Regions from separate parts of the Muntiacus reevesi genome. Here region 1 is linked to region 2. A link is a contact called in public Hi-C data. All regions are on one chromosome and are shown on one strand. The core of a region is the stretch at or near the end of the contact, and the rest is flanking DNA. Distances in the headings are between cores, read along the strand shown. Region 1 holds the start of MATR3 (matrin 3). Region 2 holds the start of EGR1 (early growth response 1).

The links. A called contact is a pair of places that touch in the nucleus more often than the background predicts.
Region 1: a Hi-C map of muscle shows a contact between it and region 2, with 2.8 times the contacts expected there. The contact joins the promoter of MATR3 here to the promoter of EGR1 in region 2. A contact is called at or near these places in 2 of 3 Hi-C or Micro-C datasets (blood and muscle).

Annotation. Positions count from the first base shown.
Region 1 is chr1:228,466,374-228,469,167 of mMunRee1.1, reverse strand. It overlaps MATR3 (matrin 3), which reads right to left and starts at 1,331. Exons shown (of 17, transcript XM_065918662.1): 1 at 1,267-1,331; 2 at 59-97.
Region 2 is chr1:227,766,076-227,768,775 of mMunRee1.1, reverse strand. EGR1 (early growth response 1) reads right to left here and starts at 1,291. Exons shown (of 2, transcript XM_065918641.1): 1 at 680-1,291. The coding sequence starts at 992.

The DNA.
Region 1 (2,794 bases), core at 82-2,581, 700 kb before region 2:
AAACCTAGGCAGCTGCCTACAGCTGGGGCCAAAGGTAGGCTAATGGTGCTGCACTTACCTGGGGCTCCATCCGCTCAAAAATTCACAGCTGGATGCTCTGCAATCAAAGCACTCCAGGTTAGAGACAGACAACAGTTAGTGAACACTTGTGTGGCGTTCAAGACCCCTACCCTCAAAACTCCCTTAACTTAGTGAGGCCTGAACCACAGAAACAATAGTCAACAATAAAAGAGCGTTCCCTTGGTTAGCTTTATTGTCGTCATCCTTACTTGCATACCACAGCAGTTCAACAGTAGCAAATTAATGGTCTCATCAACAAGTATCAGGAAGCTTGGCTGTCACTCAACAGCCAAATGACAGTGGGCAAATAACCTCTGTACTTCAGTCTCATTTGTAGAATGGGAGTGTTGTACACAGGGTGTTTGGGAGGTTTAAATGGAATATAAATTAAGTGCATAAGATAATATCTGCTATAGACTGGGAACTTACTCTAAGCAAAGAGATGATGAATACTGGTGAGCAGAAAGGGAACTTATCCTGGGAAAGTAATGGGCACTGAAAATTGGAAAGGCTGGTTGAAACTAGATTGAAAAGGGCCTCAATTATGTGATCTCTTGAACCATAAAAACAGCATTTTAAAAAATAACTGGATGCAGTAACGAATGGTAAAGAAACTGGAGACAGTTAGGTTGCCAATCCTGCCAACGACCCCAACTACTGGTTGAAAACAATAACCAAAATGTTTGCAAAAATGTTAACACTCCTACCCATTCCCCCTTACAATTTACCTTGTTTGTATAAGGTGAGAGTATGTAAGACAATACTTTTTCCCAGCCTTCCTCTAATTTCACCCCAAAACGCTTCCAAACAATTAGAGGAAAAGGAAAATAGAGGGCTCGTTGTCCAGGTCTAAAAACGAATCTAAAAATAGCCCGTCCCTTTCGGCGCTCGGATAGAACTGACGGAGCTCCACCCGACCACGTGTTCCTCGCGAACCTTCCCAAGTCCCTGGCCCTGGTGCCTGGGGAACAAGGCTCCCCGACACCGACTCTCGGCAACTCTCCAGGGACAGCAGGGATGGTAGAAAACAGGGGGGATTCTAGGGGTACTATCCCTCAGCATTTCTTCAAGATGCCCTCCAAACCTGGGGTCACTAGGGCACGAGCCCCAGTTTCGTCCCGTGCCTCGGAAGAGGCCTCCCAACCACTGTCTCTCGCCCCTGGCTGGTAAACCTCCAAGGCTTCTCCCCACTTTGCCCTTACTCACCGGCATGTGTCCGGAGCTCGGTAGGGACACTGCACCCGGGGCAGAGACCGCAGGGGAAAAGGGCAGTCTGGAGTCGAGGGGAGCTCCGCCCCGGGGAGGCTACTGGGCGGGCCCTCGGTGGGCGGGGCCCGGAAACCCCGCCCAGGAAAGCGTTACGAAAATGGGAGAGCTGTGGTAGAGGTGGGCATACTCTACACAGGAGCTAGAACCAAGAAGAGAAAAGATAGAAATCCGAACAAGCGCTACGGTTATTTGATACCCACCTCATTTATACTTACGCGTGGAAAGCGCGCTGGGTTTGAAACTGCTTAAGAGAAAACTTGGTGTGTCCGAGTGGGGCGGTGCTTCCTGTCAGCCCACAGCGAGCGCCGCGGTTCCTCGCACACGTGTGTGGCGCCTTCTGGTTGCTGCAAGCTCAGCCCACGCTTTTTCCACCTCCCACGCAGATCCTCTTCCACGCATTTCTGTCACATAGTCAACGGATTGCCCACGCACACAGGTCACCTTGGTTTTGGGGATCTCTCCAGGAGGTTTTCGCCTGGATTATGCTAGTCACTCCTACAGCCTAACCTGCGGGAACACATCCCCGGGGCCCTGCAGTGGGATCTTTAGCTGAGCTGCAGCAGCTAAAGAGTACTGGCTTTCTCTGCCAAGCTTCCCTTCCACCGTGGCACAGTCAGCCAAAGAGGCCACATCTTTGGTCTGGACGGGTTGCCCACCAGGTTATCAGCATTTCTTTTGGACACTAATCCTCCCCTCACTACTTGGAGTCGATATGATTCTCTCCTGCTGAACATTTTGGTGAAGCTGAGGATGAGAAAGGCAAGATCCAGTAGCAGTAATTCCTAAATCCTTTCTATAATTTCCCAAATTCTAAAGCCACTTTGTTCCTAGCATCTCCCTGCCCCCAGCCCCCAGCATCTGGTGGGCTCTGCCCATCTATTGCACCTGGCACCTTTGTCAGGTGAACCCTTGGGAGTAGCCAAAGTCCTTGTCATCTGCCGGCATATTTTATTATCTATTTCCTCAGGTATTTCATAACGGGAAAAAAATGTGCTTCCTATAAACCCAACCCTCGCAGACCTCTGCTGAGAAAGCCCAGAGTCCTACATTGATTCCAGGGAAAAATTTCAGGCTCTAAGGATAGCCCTGAAGTGGCAAAAACAAATTCTTCCCAGTTTGGATGGAGTTGGACACAGTCTCTGGTAGGAAAAAGGCTTACATAAATACAGTAATTAAAAATGTCACATGATCAGTGGTGGGCTGGTAGGCAGGAGATCTGCTTTGCAGTTAAATAGGAATGTGGCTGAAGACTGCTGCCCTAATCAGTGCCCACATCCAGCTGTCACAGTGTGTTCATAAAGGATGGTTATGAGAGCTATAAAATTGGGCAGATTGGGTGGATAATTGTCCTGCAGAGCTCTGCTAAAGGAGAAATTGCATTGGCGTCTCATATATTTTGCTTTCTTTTGTTTCATACACGTAAAATGGAGAAGGCACAGCTACCCTGAGGATTCGTGGAAAGGAA
Region 2 (2,700 bases), core at 42-2,541:
AGAGAGGGAGGAGGCCTGGTTACTGGAGAGCAATCACCGGAGGACGCGGAAGACCCACGCTGCCAGACAAGAGGTCGGGCCAGCTACCATTGACTCTTGAGCTGGTTAATAATTGATAGCAGCAGATTGAAATGTTCCTGGACCCGCTCCAGACGCAGAACCCATTTCAACAACCGCTGACGCAAATACGGAGAATCCCCCTCCACTGCAGCTCCCAGCGCTCCGCAGCAGCGGCTGCGCGGGCGAGGGATTCCCGCCAGTACCCCCGCAACGGCCGCGGCTAGTGCGCGCCCCCTACCCCGGGCTGCCGGGACATCCCGGGCCAAGGATCCCGGCCTTTCTTCGGGGATAGCGGCAGGCTAGGCAAGCCTTTCTGGAGGGGGAGGGGGCGCAGCCTTGCTCGTCAAAACAAGCTCTCCCTCCTCCATCCACCCACGCAGCCCCACAGCTCTCCATCCAAAACAAAAGCTGGCTCCTCTGCGCACCGTTAAGGACAGGATGGGGGTGGGGAGAATGTCTCCAGGCAGTCCTCTAACACAGGACCCTGGGGATGCGAGGAATGGAAAGGAAACCCCATTTGCACCCCTGTGGCGAAGGGGGCGCTGCAAAGGCCGTGGGGAAGGACTGGACGCCAGGATGTCGGCGAACGGGCTAGCTCTCGGAGTAGGCCACGGCTTACCTGCGGTCAGGTGCTCGTAGGGCTGCTCGCTTGCCTCCCCCTGAGGGTTGAAGGCGCTGCTGCTGTTGCTGTTGCTGCTGCTGCCGCCCCCTCCACCTCCACCGCCCCCGCTGCTGCTGCTGCTGCTGCTGGTACCGCTGCTGCCCTCCGGGGCCCCGGCGGCACCGAGGAACTGGGGAGCCCCATTGCTCAGCAGCATCATCTCCTCCAGCTTAGGGTAGTTGTCCATGGTGGGCGAATGAGGAAAGGAGCCAAAGGGGTCGGAGATCTGCAGCGGGGACATCAGCTGCATCTCGGCCTTGGCTGCCGCCATCCCCGACCGGCGGGCTGGAGAGCTGGTGTTGGGGCGGGTGGGCGCAGCCGGGGACCGAAGCTGCGGGGGACACGTCTCGGGGGCTTGGCCAGGTCACATGCGGGACGCGGGGCACACTGTGGAGAGCGCAGGCGGGGTTCGCAGGCTCGCCCTCGCCGCCGGCCGGTGTAGACGCGGCGCTGCTACCGAGGCTGGGGTAGGGGCCGGTCCTGCGGCGGCGGAAGCTGGCGGCGGCGGCAGCTGGCGACGGCGGCTCCCCAAGTTCTGCGCGCTGGGATCTCTCGCGACTCCCCAGATCCGCCTCTATTTGAAGGGTCTGGAACGGCACGGACCCGCCTCCGTCGTGACGTACATGGCCATATATGGGAGGCAGGAAGCCCTAATATGGCAAGACCGGCCGGGAGGACCCGGAGTGACGTGAAGCCCCCTCTCCAAGAACTGCAGGCACTGCCATCCCGCACCCTGGGTCCCACGCCGGCTCCCGCACCCTGGGTGCCCAGGCTTCGAGGAAATTTAGTGCTCAAGCCGCAGCTGAGGACTCCCAGACCGAAGCTGCTCAGTAGTTCCCGGCGTTGCCCCCGCCTCTTCCCTCCGCCTTCTTCCCTCCTCCCGGAGCCGGAAGCAGCCGGGCCATATCGGGGCGCCCCAAATAAGGCGCTGCCCAAATAAGGATTGTTCCGGCGGGGGATCCTTCCTGCTCCTTATATGGCGTTTCCGGGTCTCTGCTTACTGCTCTCTGGCTCCCTCCCTCCTGCCTGGTTCCAAGCCGGGAGCCCAACGCGCGCGCTAGAGCCGGGGACGCCCAGGCGGGGAGGGCTCCGGGCGCGTAGTGCTAGGCGCACCGCGGTTCCCCGGCGGGGACTGGGCTGGGAAAGCCCGGGCCCTGGGCGGAGGCGAGGGCGAGGAGGACTGGGGTTCTGCCGCCGTCATCCAGGGCTCGCCCGCCCACCTCTGGGACCGTGGGAGCCGGGCGGGAGCGAAGGGGAGGAGTGGCTGGGCTGGCCAGGGCAGAGGCCGCCCAGGAGAGGCGGGGCCCTGACCCCTGGCCTCGACCAATGGCATGGTGCCTTTCCCGGTGTCGCGGTGGAAACTGAGGCTTAGGAAATAATAGCCAGATGGTTCCTGTGCAGTGCGGTGGCCCACCTGCTTCTCCGCCATCTGCCAATGGAGTGGGGTTGTTGGGGCCTCGGGATCCCTCTGCGCCACCAGAACTGAAAGGCGATTCTCTGGTTTTCTCTGGGGAAGAGCCCAGGCTTGGGTGGCTGGACAAGGGGAACTGATTGTCTCTGGAGAAACCTGAGTCCTTTTCCCACCAGGAGCTAGTGGTCCTTGGAATGGTGGGAGACTGACCCACCGTTATCCAGAACAGGTGATTGGGGGGGGCGAGAAGTGTGGGAATCTGAGCAGGAGACTTCCCTACGGGCTGTCTGGGGACCCCCGGCCGGCGAGAAGAGAGATCTGCTTAGCGAGTTGGTGCTGCCCTCTGGAGGTCCCCTCTCCAGCTCGGTTCCTCCGGCCCCTGGCCGAGTAGGCTCTTCGCCGCCTTCTTGCTCCCCCTCCCAGCTCCTGTGCTGGGCGCTGCTCCAGGCAGGGGGAGCCTTAGACGCAGTGAGCGCTAACTGAGCAGGCGCCGCAGCCTGGGCTCCCCCTGCAGTCCCTGGGGAGCCGCCACAGCCGAGGCTCGCAACTCCCCGGCGGGGTAACACTC